Regions from separate parts of the Mus musculus genome. Here all the other regions are linked to region 3. A link is a contact called in public HiChIP or PLAC-seq and promoter capture Hi-C data. All regions are on one chromosome and are shown on one strand. Each heading gives the region's core, a stretch centred on a gene start, on an enhancer-like site or on the middle of the called end of the contact. The rest is flanking DNA. Distances are from core to core; before and after follow the strand shown.

Region 1 (4,825 bases), core at 1,759-4,258, 840 kb before region 3:
TGAAACCAAAGGAAAAGGATGCTCGTTGGAGTCCTCTGCATTGCTCCCGTTGCCTGACCTGTAGTTCCTATCTTAACAGTTTCCAAGGAAGCACAGAGCTTGGAATGTGCACATTGCTATCACTTGGCAACCAGGAACTGGTGGCTGCAGCCACCTACCAGTTCTTCCTGCTACCTTGTGCCCTTATCTGGCATGGGCCCTTTTCCACCCAGGTAGTCAGGGGCTCCTGGGAGGCCAGGGAAGCCTCTCCCTCCTGCTCCCTGTCTCAGCTTCTCCCAGAACTCCCAGGGCCAACTGGGACCCTTGCTGATGAAGGTAAGTCTACAGAAACAAGGGAAGATGGACCAAGGGAGGCAGAGAGAACTTTTAGTCCAGAGAATCTTCTCACTTCTTCCCATGGGTGGAAGATTCTGGGGACAGGATGAATAGAACACAGCCAGGCCCTTGGAGGACTTACAGACTTCTAGGGCAGAAGACATAGCTTAGCTCTGTTCTTTCAATGTACTAATAATGCCTTTTCCAAATGGGCTATTGAGATGCAGACTTTCCGAGGCACAGATCATCCTTAGCTGAGGTGGGAGGACCACAGCAGATGTAGGATGTCCTGCCTGTCCCAGCAGTCACCAGTAAGCACCAGAGCCACTTCCTCCGAATTCTGTCATTCACTACCTGAGGGCTTTCCATAATTCTAATAAGTAGCTCTTACCAGAGCAAAACATTATCCCAGTTCCCCAGTCCTGAGTTGAAACATCTCTGAGATCTTTCACTCTCTCTCCTCACTGCTTGCCAGCAAGTGTGAGTTCCAACTGCTCTCAGAGGCTTATCAGGTACCTCCTTTAGCCCAATCCTCCTGCTCGGCCCTGGGAGCAGCTCTCAAATGAGCCACTCAAGCTCCCAATGGGATCACCTGTAGCCTAGGATGGCCTTGAACTCATCACCAATATGAGATTGGCCTTAAACTCCTTATTCTCTTCCCCTAGGTCCTAGGATTACAGACACAAGCCACCATACCTTCAGTATTGGCTTTTAGGGGAAGCCCCATTAAGATAGGCAATGGTATATAAAAGAAAAGGGAAATGTGTGAGCTGCAAGCTATAATCAAGGGAATGCAAGCTAGTGTGGAACCAAGGGGCCGGGGTGAGAGCACTGGTGGCTTAGGAGGCAAGAGGCCTCGTTACAAAAAGATAAAACAACAGCAGGAAAAAGAGAGAGTAAAAGAAAACCTTAAAAGCACTAATAAAGCTGGCCAAAAGTCCAGCCTGTGTTTTGCTATCATCATGAACCAGCAAGCCTAACCTACTTCAGTGATAAAATTCTCAGCCCTTCTGGAGCTGATAGCTTTCTCTGTTGCATGCCTGCCCCCTTGGCACACCACCAAACTCCTTGAGCACAGTGTGGAGCAGTGGTTCTCAACCTTCCTAATGCTGCGGTCCTTTCATACAGTACCTCATGTTATAGTGACCCTCGACCATAAAATCACTTCATTGCTACTCCCTAACTGTAATTTTGCTACTGTTATAAATCACAATATAAATATCTAATTTGAGGGAAATCTGCTATGCAACCCCTGGGGGTCATGACATCCAGGCTGAGGACAGGTGTGGAGAGTAGTTAAAGATGAGGAAGAGATGAGAGGGGCAGTGTTGAGTCTCCAGTTACACGGGGGTAGCTACATTTCCCACCTTGGTGCCTTCACGTATGCTATATGCTTTTACAGGAACATTTCTTCTTTATTCTTCCATGAGAGTTCTGTGCAATTGGCCATTTCTTAATCCAAGAAACCCTTCCTGATCCTTGCTTGGAACATAGGCTTCCTGTGGGCCTTGTATAGCTCTCTCAGCACCCCCAAATGACAGATTTCATACTGGATTGCTTTTTGTCTATTAAAAAGAAACACTACAAAGTTCCATCAGGGCAAGACCTGTGGCATGTTAACCTAGGCATGAGAGCTGAGAGAAGTCAAGGTCACTGGAGCCAAGGAGATCAGAGAATGAAAGGACACTTGGAGGTGATATCAGAAAGGCACAGGGCCTGTGGAGTGAGAGGGTGACAGACCTAGAGTGAACTTCGCCTTTGAGGTGTGGCTTGGGCCTAAGGAACATGGTCTTCCCTGTGTTTTAACAGAATCTCTCTGGTTGTAGGGTGAAACCAGTGTAGCATACAAGGCTGATGCCAGGCAACCAAGAAAAAAAAAATGACAATGGTTTGGGTCATGGTACCAACCAACATGGCAAAATTTATTTGTCTACAAAAAAGTATTGGACTTCAAGAAACATGGAGAAACAACAGGTGGTTAAAAAAATCTTGATGGAGATTGGGGCACAAGTGGCTAGCATTTGTCAGTTATCTCTGGGCTCTAGATGTGGTCAAAAGCTGTGTTTACTTGGGTGAAGTCATTTCACTCTTTCTGCTCTTTATATCACTCGCAAAGTGAGGATGGGTAATAAAATATACCCCATGAATTTGTTGAGAGGGGATGTAAAGGTTTTGGCACAGGATTTAGCATGCAATCAACATACATATAAATGCTATCCTAGAGACCAAATTACCAGTTCCCAGGGGCACCTCTATTGCTCACTGGCTGATTGTGACACGATTTCCAAATCTATGTAGTGGCAGAGTACTGTCATCAATACCAACTGTATAATACTGGATCTGGAAATTTTGATAAATGCATTAAAGTTTAGCATGTAGAATAAAGTGCTATCAGGCAAGAAGTACTGCAGGCATGCTAATAAATTACGATGAAAACATCTAAGACAGATTGCCTAAATTTTCCCCCGGCCTAGTACACACTCCACTTCGCAGATGAGAAGTCTACTGTAGTTGGTAGAAGGCAGTCTCTCCCCAGGAACGAACAGCCTGGCACTCAGCAGTCGCCTGCTGCAGGCAAAAAGGCTTTGAGAAGATAAGCCCTAGCCTGCGCGCTTCTTAGTGGAACCTTCTAGTTCGGTGCAGGTGTTTCCAGCCCGGAGCACGCACAAAGTCAACAAGTATTTCCGGTGCGCGTCTCTGCGTTTCCGCGTTTCCACTTTTCCGCGCAGGTGCGGACAGAGCCGAAAGCGAAGGCGGCATCAAAAGGCGTCGCTGCCGCTCGCGGTCCCGCTTCTCTTAGGCGGAGCGGCTTTCTGCATAGTCCCCTCCTTTTCTTCCTTTCCCACAGAAGCCGCAAACATCCATGGCGGGTCTCGAGGTTCTCTTCGCGTCGGCCGCTCCATCCATGAGCTGCCCGCAGGACGCACTCGTCTGCTTCCTGCACTGGGAAGTGGTGACAAACGGCTACTATGCCTTGGGCACGGGCGACCAGGTACGCGGGTGGAGGGGAGTCTGCAGCCCGAGGCCCAAAGGCCTGCCCTGACCGTGCCAAAGCCAGGGCCCGAGCGAGGCTTCTGATGCCGCACTTTAGCGCGCCTGGTGCTGGTGCCGACAACGGGCACAGCGTGCGTGTAAACTCGGGAACGGACGTGTAAAGGCGTCCCCGACACAGCCGGGGTTGTGTGGATCTGACTGAGACAGGCTAGTAGCTTCCTCAAGGTCCTCATCCACCAGTTTACCCAAAGCATCTGCCGTAGAATACTCCGTGCTACACCCTCAACTCCAAGCATCTGGATTCAAGCACTGGTGTGGCAGTGAACTTTGACCTACTCAGCCATATTCTAGGACCCCTTCTTCGAGGGGACAGTGTTTGGATTTCAGACTTGAATGCTGCGTTTGATTCTTGCTGTCCGTTCTCCTGAAGTACTTTCTGGGCTCAGGCTGCCCTTGCCTCCATTCTCTGCTGATGGGTATGCGTTTTCAGGGTAGAAGCCAAAAAAAAATTTTTTTTAATTAATTAGTTAAAAATTGAGAGGCCATTAACTGTTAATTTATCTACTAGAGAGTTTTATTTTCCAGCCTGTGGCCAGCAGATTAGTAATGCTTGCTGGACTCAGCAGGTATTTGTGTTGGTCCTCTAGCTGCCTCCTGCCACCCTCCTTCTGTGGGTGATGAGAGGAACAAAGCACGCACTTGACTGGGTAATACCAACTCAGCAGCTAAAGAGTCATGCTGCCCACTTTCTCTTTGCTTTTTTGCCTCCAGTGCTATAGAGCTGGGCTTGTAATATTTGATCTCAAGAACATGTTTGTTGACTTGAACAAACAGGCATTGATTGGTCTCCTTATTGAGGGCACGGCTACTCCCCATGAGAGCTCTGTAGCCGTGTGAGATAAGGTCAGTGGAGGGCCATGGAGATGGCCATAGATACGAGTTAGAAAAATTGGCATTGTGTTGTGGGAGTCTGAAGATTATAAAGAGAGAATGACCTGTTTATGTGTGCAGTTTTGGTTGGTTGGTTGGTTGGTTGGTTGCATTCTAGCCCAGAGGCACTAGGGTGAGCCCAGTGGCCATTAAGGAATGTTTCTAGCCTCAGGATTTTGTCTATAGAAGACAGCTAGCTTTACCTTTCTTTACCTTACCAGTCTGTCTGGAAGAATCTCCAGCCTGCCCTGCTCTAACCTTTCATAGGTCGCAGCCACTCTCAGGCCTTTGAGTCTTCATCTGAGGAAGTTACATGGTACAAACATATGCTTTCGTTATCTGCCAACCATAGCCTTGTGGGACACTTGATATTTTATATCAAGGTGCAGAGGACAGCCACATGATGTGTTGGGCCTGTCTAGCTTCTGTTTTCTGTGGAGTATCCGTTTCACCTTACCACAGTGAGGCTGTGAGCTTTACCTGACCCTAGCGATTATTTCTTGCTCCGGAATGAAGGTGTCGAGGTGGGGAGCAGAGCAGGTTGTCTGTAAGTCAAGAGCGCCTGCTGGTAGGGCCAGTGCTGTCC
Region 2 (4,536 bases), core at 1,092-3,591, 540 kb after region 3:
CTTTTATCTAGATCACAGCTTGTTATGGCAGCCTACATATACAAAGGAGATTGAAGACTGAAGATCTTTCTCTTTGTCTGCCTGCCCTACCTCTGGCTAGCAAGTTAATTTTTTAAAAACTGGCATTAGGGCTTAATTTTTTTGCAATTCTGATATAAACTAAAGACCAGCTGAGGCATGCAGCCACATGGACTAAACAATGAGTAGATTCTTAAATTTTCATTGGTAGAAAGGCACTGTTGGGATAGTAGAATGACACAGCTCTTGAGCCATTCAAATAAATTCATTTCCAACATGATAGAGAGATTGAGACTATCAATTATTTTTAAAAATAAAACACTTAATTTTAATTATAATATAGTAACTATGATGATGATAATCTAGTTCATTTTAATGGATATTTTCTTTATTTACATTTCAAATGTTATCCCCTTTCCTGGTTTTCCCTTTGAAAAAAACACCCTCCCCATATACCCTCCCCTCTCCCCCTGCTCACCAACCCACCCACTCCCGCTTCCTGGCCCTGGCATCCCCCTACACTGGGGCATAGAACCATCACAGGACCAAGGGCCTCTCCTCCCATTGATGACCGACTAGACCATCCTCTGCTACATATGCAGCTAAACCCACCAGTCCCTCCATATGTTTTCTTTGGTTGGTGGTTTAATCCCTGGGAACTCTGGGGGTACTAGTCAGTTCATATTGTTGTTCCTCTTTTGGGGCTGCAAACCCCTTCTGCTCCTTAGGTCCTTTCTCTAGCTCCTTCATTGGGGACCCTATGCTCAGTCTAATGGATGGATGTGAGCATCCACTGCTGTATTTGTGAGGCACTGGCAGAGCCTCTGAGGAGAGAGCTATATCAGGCTCCTGTTAGCAAGCACTTGTTGGCATCCACAACAGTGTCTGGGTTTGGTGATTGTATATAGGATGGATCCCCAGGTGGGTCAGTCCCTGGATGGTCATTTCTTCAGTCTGTACTCCACACTTTGAATCTGTAACTCCTTCCATGGGTGTTTTGTTCACCCTTCTAAGAAGGATCAAAGTCTCCACATTTTGGTCTTCCTTCTTCTTGAGTTTCATGTGGTTTGTGAATTGTATTTTGGGCATTCCAAGTTTCTGGGCCAATATCCACTTATCATTGAGTACATATCATGTGTGTTCTTTTGTGATTGGCTTATCTCACTCATGATGATATCTTCTAGATCCATCTCTTTGCCTAAGAATTTCATAAATTAATTGTTTTAATAACTGAGTAGTACTCCATTGTGTAAATGTACCCCATTTTCTGTATCCATTCCTCTCGAGGAATATCTGGATTCCTTCCAGCTTCTGGCTATTATAAATAAGGCTGATATGAACATAGTGGAGCATGTGTCTTTGTTATATGGTGGAGAATCTTGTTGGGTCCTCAGGTAGTACTATGTCCAATTTTCTGAGGAATGACCTAACTGATTTCCAGAGTGGCTGTACCAGCTTGCAATCCCACCAGCAATGGAGGAGTGTTCCTCTTTCTCCACATCCTAGCCAGCATCTGCTGTCACCTGACTTTTTGATCTTAGCCATTCTGACTGGTGTGAGGTAGAATCACAGGGTTGTTTTGATTTGCATTTCCCTGATGACTAAGAATGTTCAACATTTCCTTAGGCGCTTCTTGACCATTCGAGTTCTCTTTATCTAGAGAAATTTTACTAAAATAGATGTCGGTTTTGTTGTTTGTTTATTTTATTTTACCAGACACTGAGGAAGATTTATTGGTTAATTAGAGTGCTTCACAGTGTTTGTCATATGGTTCCTGCTTGGTTCTGATGGTTGACTCATAAGTATTAGGTGTAAAAAGTACTTGTAGTTTTCCTGAACCCTGAAGAAGACACAAAACAAAAACTCTTGTCTCTTAATATACTTCTGTAATTGTTAATACTCTGGGCACCCTTCCACTTGTGGGACAGGTTGATAACTCCACGGTAAGTTGAGAAATGGGCTACACAGTTTATGGACCTAGATTACAGGAGGAAGAAGGGGAAGTGCCTACTTAGTGCTGTGATTGGAGCTCAGGACAGCTTCAAAGTTGCAACAAAGTAGCACAGGGTCACTGCCCACAAAGGGGAAAGCAGGTAGCCGACCGGAAGCTGGAGTTGTGGATCCTCCCCGGACCTAGGTGGGAAAACAGACACAAGATGTACTGAAATGAAAAGCTCTGCAGATCTGCAAAAGGACTGGCTTCTGACTGTGCCCAGGACTAATCCACTGTGTCCCTTCAGTGCACTCTAACCCTAATTGTGGTGCTTATGTTACTCAAGACTCACTAGCCAATCAGCACATGGAGGCGGTCCTGCCAATCAGAGAAGAAGGCGGGCTTTACCGGAAGCTTTCCTGCTAGTTCCTTTATGAAGCAGATAAATCCCGAGGGTTTCTGTATGGCCCTTTCTGTGAAGCAGGGCAATCCTGAGTATTTCTGCTTGGCATGTTCCGTGTGCCGCCGCGGAGTCCCGTGAGGAGAGCTCAGGCAAGTCCCGACATGGTAAGTGCAGGGCCATGTCCAACAAAAGGAAAGAGCAGGGGGCTGAGCAGAGGGAGCTGCTGTCATGGGTCTTCCCCGGGGCTCCGTGATAAACAGCAGCCTGACAAAAGCAGAGGCCTGTGAGGTTCCCTGTGGTCCTGTTCTCTCCCTGGAGCCGGAGGTGGCCTCTGAATAACCTCACTAGGGTGGCTGCATCTGCACAAAGCATTTGGGGAAAGGGCTTCTGTGTAGAAACATCCTTGGCAAGAAGCCAGACGCGGAGAGCTTTAGTTTCTCTGTATCTTCAGGAAGTTCTGGCCTTAGCATTTAGCCCTTTAATATGTAGGTTTGCAAGTGTAAGATCCCTTTGGCTTTGATTTTGTGGAAGCTGTAAAAGGCACCTCGTGTGTTGGGTAGCACTCCAATGTTGAGCTGTGATTTAGAAGCGTAAAATTGATGATGTAAAGGATTTACCAAAACTTATAGTGACACCAAGTAGAATGTAGCTGAGGGAGGACTGCCTCTAAAACACCCCACGGATAATAGGATGCTAGTATATGTGTTTGATTACCAAGATTGTCCAGACATTTGTCTATAAACCATAACAAAGGAGACAAATCTGGTTTACAATCATGAACTAGGGCCATCCTGATATCAAAGAACAGGCCTCTAGCAAGTGGCTCTAAGGGGCAAAATAGGGTCACGACCAACATTAAGGCCTGGTGTGCCATAAAGATCCGGTTTTCTTCTTTCTTTCTTTCTTTCTTTCTTTCTTTCTTTCTTTCTTTCTTTCTTTCTTTCTTTCTTTTATATAAGTACACTGTAGCTGTCCTCAGACACTCCAGAAGAGGGCATCAGATTTCGTTTAGGATGGTTGTGAGCCACCATGTGGTTACTGGGATTTGAACTCGGGACCTTCGGAAGAGCAGTCGGTGCTCTTAACCACTGAGCCATCTAGCCAGCCCCCTGGTTTTCTTCTTAAGCAAAGCATAGTTTTGCCATGTGGACAAGACCACACTTGGTGATAACTGAAAAGGAAAACCACTGCTGTGCTGAGGACTGGCCTGGTCCAGGGAGGCTTTCTATGAGGCCTTCATGAATGGAGAATGGCCCAGCCCCTTCTCAGTCTCCAGAGCCAATGACAGCCTGGGGCTTAGGCTTAGGGGCTTCCCCTAAGGCCCTGAAGTGCTGAGAATAAAATAGAGCTCCTTCTCTAAAGCAAGGATGGTGCTTGGGAGAGCGGGTGGTGGTCTGGGGCCAGGGCCTTCGGGGCCTCCAGGGCCTTCGGGGATGGCTTGCTTCAGACCCTGAGATCCCACCACATGCGGCTATGGTTATCAGTCCCGAGTCCAGTGTGGGCTTGGTCAGGAATGTTTTTGAGAGGTTCAGTGTTCCTTTTGTACAACGTTCTTCTATTAGATCCTTCCTGTGTTTTTCCCATTCATGGTAGTTTGTGCTGACTTGACACAAGTCTCCTATTTTGTTCCATTTTGTCCCTGTAAGAAGTATACAGGATGATATTCTCCAGAAGCCTGTGTGGCATAAGACAGAGCCCGTCCAAGACATCCCCATCCCAGCTTTGATACTTTCTTCCTTCAACTTTTCCAACCTTCGCATCTTCTGGCTCCTCTATCTCAGAACCCTGTCACTGATGAATGATCTGCTGTTTCAGGGCACTGATTTATCTAAGAAATAATTCAGATTATATCTATTCTGTGTAAGTCTCCCATCTGTGGGACTTGCAGTCTCTAGTCCATATTTAAATTGTTTAAAACATTGCCCAGGGCTGGAACCTAAGACACACTTACATGAGACAGCATATGTGGAATGTAAAATCTGTTCTGGGCTGTCTCTTCTCTAAGCATTAGCCAGAGCTGAATATATGCTGCAATTAAAGAGATTTTTCTTAATTAATCTTGTAATTGTTTGTGGAGTGATTGCTCCTGGGGAAGGTATCTTATTCTAGGAGAGCTGCATCTTCTTCCCTGTACTAGAAGTGTTTCTATGACAAGCTATGTTGACTCAGGCACCATTGATCC
Region 3 (4,932 bases), core at 1,591-4,090:
ATGCCCCCACTTTAAAAAGAAACCACTTGTTGAGGTGTTTGTTGTGCCTCATGTCTGTAATGCTATCACTCCAGGTGCTGAAGCAAGAGTATTCCAGAGAGTTCCAGGCCAACCTGGGCTAGAGTATGAGACCCTGTCTCAGAAAGCAACAGATAGGTAAGTAGGTAGATAGCTAAATAAATAGGGATTTTCTTTTTATGTCAATTAGGGATACTTAGGTACTATAGTGTCTATTAAACTCTCAAAATACTGCTATAGGATTATGATTCACAAACCAGTAGTTTCATCCATGTCTAGTTTCAATTTCAGCTAGGAGGTGAGTCTTTTATTGACCTTTAGACTTCTTTACTTTTAAAATGGGAACAGTAGAATACCCATGCGCAGCCTTGATGATTCTATCTTTCCTTCAGCAAATATTTATGAAGTGTGTACTATGAGCCAAGCATTGGTCCGGATACTGAAGATAATGCAGTAAACAAGGTCCTTTCTTGGAGTCTATCTTGCAGTGTGGAAAACATCAATACAGATAAAGATGTATCAATGTCAAGTATTTTGGTGCTACGCACTAGCCAGGATAAACCCAGAAAGGTGAACGCAGCAAAAATGAGAAGGTCTGAGAGTTCTGAGTAAGTGTTCGGCAAACATAACTCTCATAGGGCAGGGGTGTAACTCTGTAGATAGTAGGCTTTAGGAAGGCAGGGTTTTTCAACAAGAATCAAAGTGTAAAGGTCTTGGGGAGGGGCTGTGTAGCTTTGTGAAGGACCATGAGAGAGGCAGTGATCCTGGGAGAAGTTTGATCCTGAGAAGTGGGGCTGGAGCTCTGTCAGGTAGGCTATTGTAGAGCCTTTTGGATACAAGCTTCCAGTTTTGAGAGAGGTGGGAACCAACCAAAGGGTTTTTAGTGACAGATTCAGTTCTGTGGCAGATGTTAGACAGAAGGAAGCAAAACAAAAGTGAAGGCAAGAGGCCTCTTAGACCTTTAAGGAAATCCAAGTGAGGAATGATGGCTGTTTGTTTGGTCCAAGGTGGGGATTGGTGGAGGAGATAGGAACTGGTTAGAGGCTGGATTTTTGATACAGGGCTGATGTAAAACTTGATGACGGGTGTGGTGTCATAAAAAAAGAAAAAAAAAAGGAAAAATCAAGGATGAAACCAGAGTCTTGACTCCAAGAAAGCCAAGGATGGAGTTCCCATTCATTTCTTGGGAGGGAAAGGGGATGAGCTAGGAGGGTTGAGTGCCTATTAGACGTCAACAAGAAGTAGAACATTTGATAAAGAGCCTTAGATCTAGAAAGGGTATGACCCAGAGATACAATGGGAGCGTACCCAGTGTGGAAGCATATTTAAACATTAGGAGACCAAGAGATAAGGATCATATTGACAAAATCTAGCTCTACACCCTCTCTGTCTCCTCCCTCCAGTTCTTCCCCTCCTCCTCTTCTTCCTCCTCCCCCCCCCCTCCTCTGTATAATGGAACCCCAATCCTCAGGTATACTGAGGAAATGCTATCACTGAGCTATATTCAGCTCTTTTTATTTGTGTTATTTTGAGACAGAAGCCGCTAAATTGCCTGGGTTGGCCTCCAATCTGCAACCCTCCTGATGTCAGCTTCTGTAATAACTTCAGGCATGTCCTACCAGGGCTATTTGTTCTTTTGTTTTTCTATAAAGATTTTATGACTGATAGGTCAAAACTATCTTTAAGCATTTAATTTCCTTTTTGAATATTCAAATCTATAGTACTATTTTGTTGATGTTTTAAAGACTGTAGATATTCATACAGTATGAACATAGGTTATAATATAGCAAAAATGGTAAAGAAATTCTTGAATTGCAAGTTGTAACTATCATTACAAAGGCAACAACATAATCCATTACATTTCTAAGTTCCTATTAAATCTTTATCAGTTGCCAATATTTTTCAAACTGATTACATGCATGTTGAAATTACAAAAGTAACTCATTAGTAAAATGCATGCTATATCAAACAAAACAAAAACTATTAAAAGCTACAACGTGTCCTTTCATTTTTTTTCAGGTGGATTGAATTATTAAATTTGGATGTCAGAGTGCAAATTCCTCTTTGAAACGGATTTCCTTGCCTTCTTACCAGTCCTAATCGTTCTTATGAAGATCCAAACTTTAATAGAAGACTTCAAAGCATACGCAGGCAGTTCATTTTCTTACATTCAGCGAAAGAAAAAGTGAATATATGGGAGGCAGAGGCAGGCGGATTTCTCAGTTCGAGGCCAGCCTGGTCTACAAAGTAAGTTCCAGGACAGCCAGGGCTACACAGAGAAACCCTGACTCGAAAAGACAAAAAAAAAAAAAAAAAAGTAAATATAAACTTGTTTAAACAATACATTAGCTACTGGAGTCTCTCTCTCTCTGTAAAGCTTTTTTGTTGAGTATATCAAATCTAGAGAACATCTGGGGCTCTAGCTTTTTAGGGGCGCCAAATGCCCTAAAGAGGGAGTAGAGAGAGCCTATTTTGCCCAGCAAACGGAGCTAGTGCCCTCAAGGACTCCCTAGCACCCTCCCCATTCGGACCACTTAGATCTTAGATAGGGCCTGCCTCAGTTCGTAGGCAGAGGGCACCTGAGTTGCACCTAAAGCAACCCAGCAGGAGAATCCAAACTGGCCCTAATCCGTTTCGTAAACGCACTAAGACCCTTCAGACTAGCCCTGCCCTGAAAATGACCCGCAGTTTCAGCTTATTCCGCCCTTCTCCAAGATGGCTGTGGCTGGCGCTGGGGATGCTGGGCGCGCTGCTTGTGAAGCGGAGCTGCCGGGGGCGTGTCTGGGGCGGGGCTTCCTGGACTCGTGCGCTGATTGGCCGCGGTGGCCGACCGGCCTCCGGCGCTGGTCCATAGCGGGCGCCGCGGCCTGGGGCTGGGATGTGACCCGCAGTGGGCTCCCGGCTCCGGGTGGTGACGGCTGTGAGCGGCGGCGACTGCAGCGAGGTCGGCGCAGGCGGGCGGGCGAAACCAGGGCGCCGAGAGCTGCTGCCGACAGGGCCGCGGGATGAGGAAGCGGACCGAGCCCGTCACCTTGGAGCATGAGCGCTGCGCCGCCTCAGGCTCGTCCTCCTCCGGCTCGGCCGCCGCGGCGCTGGACGCCGACTGCAGCTTGAAGCAGAACCTGCGTCTGGCGGGCAAGGGGACGGCAGAGCCGCACAGCGCATCCGACGCGGGCATGAAGCGGGCGCTGGGCAGGTGAGATGCGGTGCAGACACGCGCGGGCCCCTCACCTGGAGGGCAGGTAGTCCCAGGCTCCCACCTTCAGAGATCTGCTGCGGGAGCATCACACGGTTCCATCCTCCCGGCGTCCTCTTCGACCCTTCTAAAGACTACCTCCCCTCGTCTGGCCCGCAGGGACCGTCCAACCCCATTCTTTCCTCCAAACATCTGCCTCTGGAGCTCTCCTTCAACCCCCATCTCACCCTCCCACCCCCTCCACGAGCTGCTCACTAACCCACCCAGCACCCTGGCTGGCATCCTTATCAGGTTAGCCTGCAGAGATACTTAGTGGTTGAGTCCATAGTAATCAGGGGCCCAGTATTCCTGACTGGCTCTGGAAAGAGTCTCCCGAGGAGTTTGAAAGGCTGCCCTTAAGAAGAGGACCACGCAGGGTGAACGGCAAGACCAAAGACCCTGCAAGTGCTCTTAGCCAGTTCACCTGCTTTGCCTTGACCGTATATGGAGCTCAGTAGCAACTCTCCTGTCTGGTCCTTCCCTTCGCTAGCTAATCGCAGGTCAGAGCTGCATTCACCGACCCCCTTTCAAGGGTTAAGCCGTTTTCAGAATCCAAAGGAAAGGATGGATGGATGCATCCATTCTCAGCTGTTGGAGAGAACTGGTGGTTGTCTATGCAGGTAGTTAGTTACAAAGCACTTGAAATCTGCACAGGAATTGGTCATTGAAAATTACTCTGTAAGGTCCTGGAATCTTCTGGGATTGGTCGGTGAGTTAGACTTGCATCCTTCTTTTAGGATGGAGAAGAGGCAGTTATGTAAAGCTGATCTCAAAATTGAGTAGCCTGTTTTATATAGGAATAGGTTTCTTTCCCTCTATCTGGTTTCTTAATTTGATAGTTTGTAGACTATTATCTCTGTTGGCAGTTTTGAAGCCTTGATAGTGTATGACCAGAAATATTAGTTTGCAATGTTCCTAAGTCAGGAGTTGTAGCAGTCATTTCTTTTTGCATCAATTGATCGTTTGTTGTATATGTTAAACATTTACCCAAGAAAGAAAATCAGAGCTTGAAGCTCTGTGCTTAAAAGATCATGAACTTCAACTACCGAGATCTTTAAGTCAGTGATTCTCCATCTTGCAGAAAGACCAGAACTGGCTGTTTGTAGGTAAAATTTACTACCAGAGCGTGGGTGAGATTGCTGATCTGGGGAAGGCTCCTGCCATCAGGCCTAATGACCTGAGATCTATCCTTCTTGTGACTTAATGGTGAAAGGAGAGAACTGTCTCCCATAAGTTGGCTTTTGACCTCCATGCAGACCACCTCACATACATGCACACAAAATAAATGGATAGCATGTAATTAAAAATGAACTAGCAGGTGATCAATCTTTTGAAAGACTTATGTACTCTTTACTTTGTCTTAAGAAAAGTTTACCTTCTTTAAAATCCCTTGATAATTCGATTGCACTTTTATTCATATGCTTTGCATATAGCTTAGATAACTTAGAAATTCTTTCGTTGAAAAAAAATCAAATTGCTATGTACAGCCATGTTTGGGAGGCCAGCAGGAATACTGCTCTGACACCTTCCTTGCATTAAAAGGACCTGATTGATATTGTAGTACAAAGAGAATCATTCAGATGGTGCCCACATCCTCTGAATGAACAGAGGCTTTGGGGGAATAAAGCATAATGAAGGAAGGCCAGATCGGACCGGACCATTACTCCATAGTTGTTTTC
Region 4 (4,772 bases), core at 134-2,633, 590 kb before region 3:
TTTAAGAGCATCTTTCTGTTTGTTATGTTTTTGAAAGAGGGACTATTTACTCCTGGAACTATGTAGATCAGGCTGGTCTCGAACTCAGAGATCTTCTGCCTCCAGAGTGCTGAAAGAGTTAAAGGAATAAAGATCCCTAATGTTTGGGAAGCTAAATATTACAGTCAGTAGACATGGTTACATCAGAAAGCTCACACAGTGAGCACATTCGGTGTCCCTTTGAGGGTCCAATTCCTTATCCATAAGATAGGGTTAGTCTTTACCTGTTTAATTAGTAGTTAGCTCTTCAGCAAGTTATTTATCCTCCAAGTCTCAGCTGCAATGTGAGACATGTAAATGAGACATTCTGTAATGCTGAACAGTGCCTGGCTTGTTGTAGGTACTCAAGAAATATTAGTCATCGTCATCTACCTAAGATGTAGGCTGGCCAAGGACATTTATGCAATCAATTCTTTCTAACATTAATTACTGTGTTTCTGAGCAATAAGAGATGGGTGTTGCTCTAGGGATCAGAAGTGTGCAACATTTTATGCCTGGTGGAGCTTTGCCTTCTAAATTAATTCCTTAGTGACTATTTACTACATGCCAGTGAACAAGACAGTAAGTCCTAAGAAATTCCCATTTTACAGTTAACTACGAAATGTGCAGAGACCCCAAACGTGCGCCACAATCCCACAGGTAGTTTCTCCCTGCAATTAGGCAAGAGTGGGGCGTGGGCTGATGCCTTGCAGGGTTTCCCCCACCAGCACAGCATCCTTGCAGAAGCGGAATCGGAAGGCCACCGCGACCTCGGTGGGGCTCCATCTGGAAGCAGGGCACTCGATTCCACCCGGCCACCCGCAGGCACTCGCCGTGGCAGCCACGCCCCCAGGCGACGACTCCACGCGGACTGCGGCAGCGCCCAAAGTCTCGCCAACACTGCGAGCCCGCAGGAAAACAGAGGCCCTGCAAAGCAGGGCCCGCCCGCCTCCATGAACTTCCAAGCCAGGCCGGTGACGCGTGGCAAGCGACCCCAGGCACCATGAGGCCTGGGCCAGGCAGGGCCCAGCCCCGCAGGGATGACTGTGCGCTTCGGCCGCGTAGGGATCGCAGAGCCGACGCCGCACTCCGTATTCCCCAGCCCGTCCGAAGCGGCCCGCCTCGCGGCGCTACCTGCAGGTCCCAGCCAGCCGACTCCAGGAAGAAACGGGCCCTGTCCTCCTCAGTGCCAGTCACCGCCACGAACTCCCTCAACGCGTCCTGCCGCTCCTCCGCCATCTTCGCCCCGTGCACTTCCCAAACCGCTCCGGCGGACACTGCAACAGCCCGAACCCCAGGTCTGCGTTCCGCCCGCCGTTCTACCGCGTCCAGCCGCTGGGCGCCTGCTCGTAGGCTCCGCCCAATGCGGTGCCACAGGAAAAGCCCTCCGTGTGGGAAACCTAGCCGCCTCGCGCCCTCTGGTGGCCCCTATGTGAGCCTCACCTTAATGGCTGAAGTAGAAGGTCGATGGAAGTGAGTAGGGAGGGGCTGGTTTTCCCACAGGATGAAGTAGTCCCGAAATCAGATCCTGGAAATTACTCATGGTCTCATCCCTTTATTTCGTTAATTATTTATTTGCACATTAATTTCCTTCTTGAAGCATTACGCTGTCTATGGCTTGATGCTCTTCCAAGGGCTGTGGAAATAACAGAGATAAAACAAAGTATCCTGTCTTCTTGTTGCTTATGTCCTTTGACCCTAACAGTTCTAACCGATGCTCACATCCCCATGGTTTCCTATCTTAAACTAGTATAAGTCTCAGCCTGCCACTTTCCACAGCATCTAGCAAATCACCATTGCATTGCCACTGGCAGGCTGGCCCAGGACAAGGAGACTCAGAGCAGAGGTAAGATGGACATGTGTCACCTACAGAGAAAGTTTAGAGCTCTCTCTCCAACAGTGCTGCCCCTCAAGTGAAAGTGGGGACAAGTGAAGCTGGGAGCCTCCTAAGTCCATCTATTTATCCCTCATTTTCAAGGTTAAACTGTTACCATCCTACAATCTGCTAAGTTGGTGACCAGCAATTATTCTACCAGAACTTATTGAGTGTTCAGTGAGGTTCCTGTCAGCTGATTATATGCTTTGTTTTTCTCCTCTTCTTCCTATGCCTGACTCAGAGCCACATTCACTGTGCATGAAGCCACTACTAATGAATGTGTGAATGAATGAATAAGTGAATGGATGAAATAACACATGGATCAGACAATGAGGATCTCACAGGGAGTGGTCTATGCAAGAGCCCCTTTCAGTCTTTTTGTTCCACAGAGTCATACTATGAGAATGAAGAGCAGGAAGTAGCTCTGCCAGGGGCATCTCCAACTTCTAAGCCAGCCTCGGGCATGGCTGCAAACGCGACAGCACTGGATTGGTGTGAATACCGTCCTTTGGTATAACTGCAGATCAGTCCCACTGTAACCAACTGAAAAGGCCCACAGAGGCCATTTGGAACCTAACACATTGCAGAGAAGCAGTAAGGAGAACCCTATCTGCTTTTGATGCTGGTCCGATTCATAGTCAGCCCTCTGCCCAGCCTGACAGCTATCAAGAAGACTATAGGAATAATTGTGGGTGCAGGGCATTAGGGTTCCCTTAGCCTGCTGAAGGTGCTGTGTTCACATTATTATCTATTTCATCATAAAATAAACCTCTGCTAGGTAGAGGTTAGTATTCCCATTTTACAGGTAAAGACAGAAACCAGAGGTTCAGTAGGACCACACCTAATGAAAAGTACAACCTGGGCCTTGCCGTCCCAGCTTCTCAGGTGCCTGAGACTGAAAGAGTGACCTTGCAGAGCATATTTAAAGTCAGTCTGGGAAACAAAACTAAACCTGGTGAGAAAGTGAATCCATGCTAAAAGGCAGAGGATGCAGCCCAGTGCCAGAGGCCTTGCCTGTCATGGGAGAGGCTATAGTTTCAATCCCAGTTTTAAACAAATGTCCTAGCCTGGAAGTTTGGAGAAAGACTGACCAAGCCTCTATCTTCGCTGTCTCTCTACATATACACAGCATCACCCACAGCTCCACCTGTGGTCAAGTTCTGGTTTCAATTTAAAGCTGACTTTCTTGTCATTCAGGTATGAAATGTACCCAGAACCTATAGCTTCCAGTTAGTCCATTCCACATGTTCTCCCAAATATCCAGGGCACTCCACACAATACTCATGGCTTCCAGACTAACACACACACACACACACACACACACACACACACACACACACTCCACCACTACCACCACCACCACCACCACCACCACCAGAACAACAACATTACTCCAGGATAACATACACATATATCACCATCATCACCATCACCATCATCATCATCATCACCACCACCTATGGCGTCCATGGCACTCTACTCCTCGAATAGCCCAGCTTAAGTGCACATTATGCTTTTCAGATTTCCAAACCCACACCATCCCTATTTCAGTACTCTCATTCCAGGTCAGTTTGCACTTACTGGCTATTTGCTACCTTGCTGGAAGGAGGTTCTGGGCATCACAGACAGACCGGGAGGGTTTGTTTTAAAAGTTTGCATATCTCTCTTCTGTGAAAGTACAGGCAAGGGAGTCACTGAGCAGATTCTGTCAGCTGAGGGCAGGTGACTGCAAATGTTTCCACTGAAATAGTGTCAGGTCACCTGTTAAAGGTAGAAGGATATATCCTAAAGAATGATGGGGGGAGTGCTGGTTGGCAGTGGTGTGTATCTCTAATTTCAACATTTGGAAGGCAGAGACAAGTGGATCTCTGAGTCTGAGGCCACTCTGATCTGCAGAGTGAGTTCCAGGATAGTCAGGGATCTACAGAGAAACCTACACACACACACACACACACACACACACACACACACACACACACACACACACACACACACGGCGGGCTCTGTGGCTGCCTGTGAAGAACACCAGCTAGAAGCACTATACAAAAGTCACAGTCAGGCTTACAAAATAGAGGGGACCTAGTATAGAGTCTGAAGGGCAGAATTTCCAGCCCTTCCTCCTATCTCCCTCCTATCTCAGAAGACATAACAAACATTGACATCATTGGAGTGACAAATCCCAGTGTCATTTTATGTAATTCCCTCAGCCACCTTGGGAAGAGGAAGCCACCAGCGGGGGTAATGTCCTTCCCAAAATGGCAATGAACTCCACACCAACTATGGGATTCGAGGGGAGAGGAGGAGGGGAAATGGGGGATGGAGGAGAGAAAGTTATAGCATCAGTTGTTGCAACAAGTGCCGGAGAGAAACAGTGTAAGGAGGCAGACTTTATTTTCACAGTTTTGGGGTCTATTCCAGGGTCTTGTATTCAGTGGGGCGTGCCTACCCAGAGGTGCCGTACTTGGAGTTAATAATAGTCACCAGGGTGACCTATCCATCCTAAGGTATTGTCAGCTGTGGGGCACAGTCATCCTGAAGTGCCACCTGCAGTGGGTATGCCTGCTCTGAGTCTCTCCCGATAGTAGAACAGTCCATCCTGAGGTTAGCCACACATACTCCAGCTTTTTGTCACAGTGTCTCCTGTGTCTGGTATAGCCAGAGATAGCAGTGGAGAAGAGATTTTGCATTTGATGCCTGTCTCCTGGCCAGCAATGTCACCCTGGGGGCTACAGGAGGCCAAGGAATTTACAAGTTAACAAGTTGGAGCCACATTTTAGAATTTATTTCAACAAATTTGCTAGCTTTCACCCAGTTCTTAAACCTGAGCCCCACCACTTTCCCTGTCCCCATTTCAATATCACTTCCTGAGCACCTCTGG

The links. Promoter capture Hi-C pulls out the DNA fragments that hold promoters and counts their contacts. HiChIP or PLAC-seq counts read pairs in DNA pulled down with a chosen protein or histone mark.
Region 1: a contact with region 3 is called in a FOXA1 HiChIP or PLAC-seq map of pancreatic cancer cells. The contact joins the promoter of Psmf1 here to the promoter of Abhd12 in region 3. A contact is called at or near these places in 2 of 39 promoter capture datasets (embryonic stem cells and pre-B cells), 2 of 115 datasets of contacts at active chromatin or transcription factors (astrocytes and pancreatic cancer cells) and 1 of 9 other capture datasets (liver).
Region 2: a contact with region 3 is called in a promoter capture Hi-C map of neural stem cells. The contact joins the promoter of 3300002I08Rik here to the promoter of Abhd12 in region 3. A contact is called at or near these places in 2 of 39 promoter capture datasets (cranial neural crest and neural stem cells).
Region 4: a promoter capture Hi-C map of pre-B cells shows a contact between it and region 3, with 4 times the contacts expected there. The contact joins the promoter of Nsfl1c here to the promoter of Abhd12 in region 3. A contact is called at or near these places in 8 of 39 promoter capture datasets (the 3T3-L1 cell line, cranial neural crest, frontonasal cranial neural crest and 5 more), 1 of 15 datasets of contacts at CTCF or cohesin (embryonic stem cells), 6 of 115 datasets of contacts at active chromatin or transcription factors (astrocytes, bone marrow-derived macrophages, embryonic stem cells and 3 more) and 1 of 9 other capture datasets (liver).

Annotation. Positions count from the first base shown.
Region 1 is chr2:151,739,493-151,744,317 of GRCm38.p6, reverse strand. It overlaps Psmf1 (proteasome (prosome, macropain) inhibitor subunit 1), which reads left to right and starts at 3,008. Exons shown (of 7, transcript NM_212446.2): 1 at 3,008-3,307. The coding sequence starts at 3,179.
Region 2 is chr2:150,360,570-150,365,105 of GRCm38.p6, reverse strand. 3300002I08Rik (RIKEN cDNA 3300002I08 gene) reads left to right here and starts at 2,341. Exons shown (of 4, transcript NM_027017.1): 1 at 2,341-2,518. The coding sequence starts at 2,462.
Region 3 is chr2:150,902,639-150,907,570 of GRCm38.p6, reverse strand. It overlaps Abhd12 (abhydrolase domain containing 12), which reads left to right and starts at 2,840. Exons shown (of 13, transcript NM_024465.3): 1 at 2,840-3,214. The coding sequence starts at 3,024.
Region 4 is chr2:151,490,793-151,495,564 of GRCm38.p6, reverse strand. Nsfl1c (NSFL1 (p97) cofactor (p47)) reads right to left here and starts at 1,383. Exons shown (of 10, transcript NM_198326.3): 1 at 1,153-1,383. The coding sequence starts at 1,257.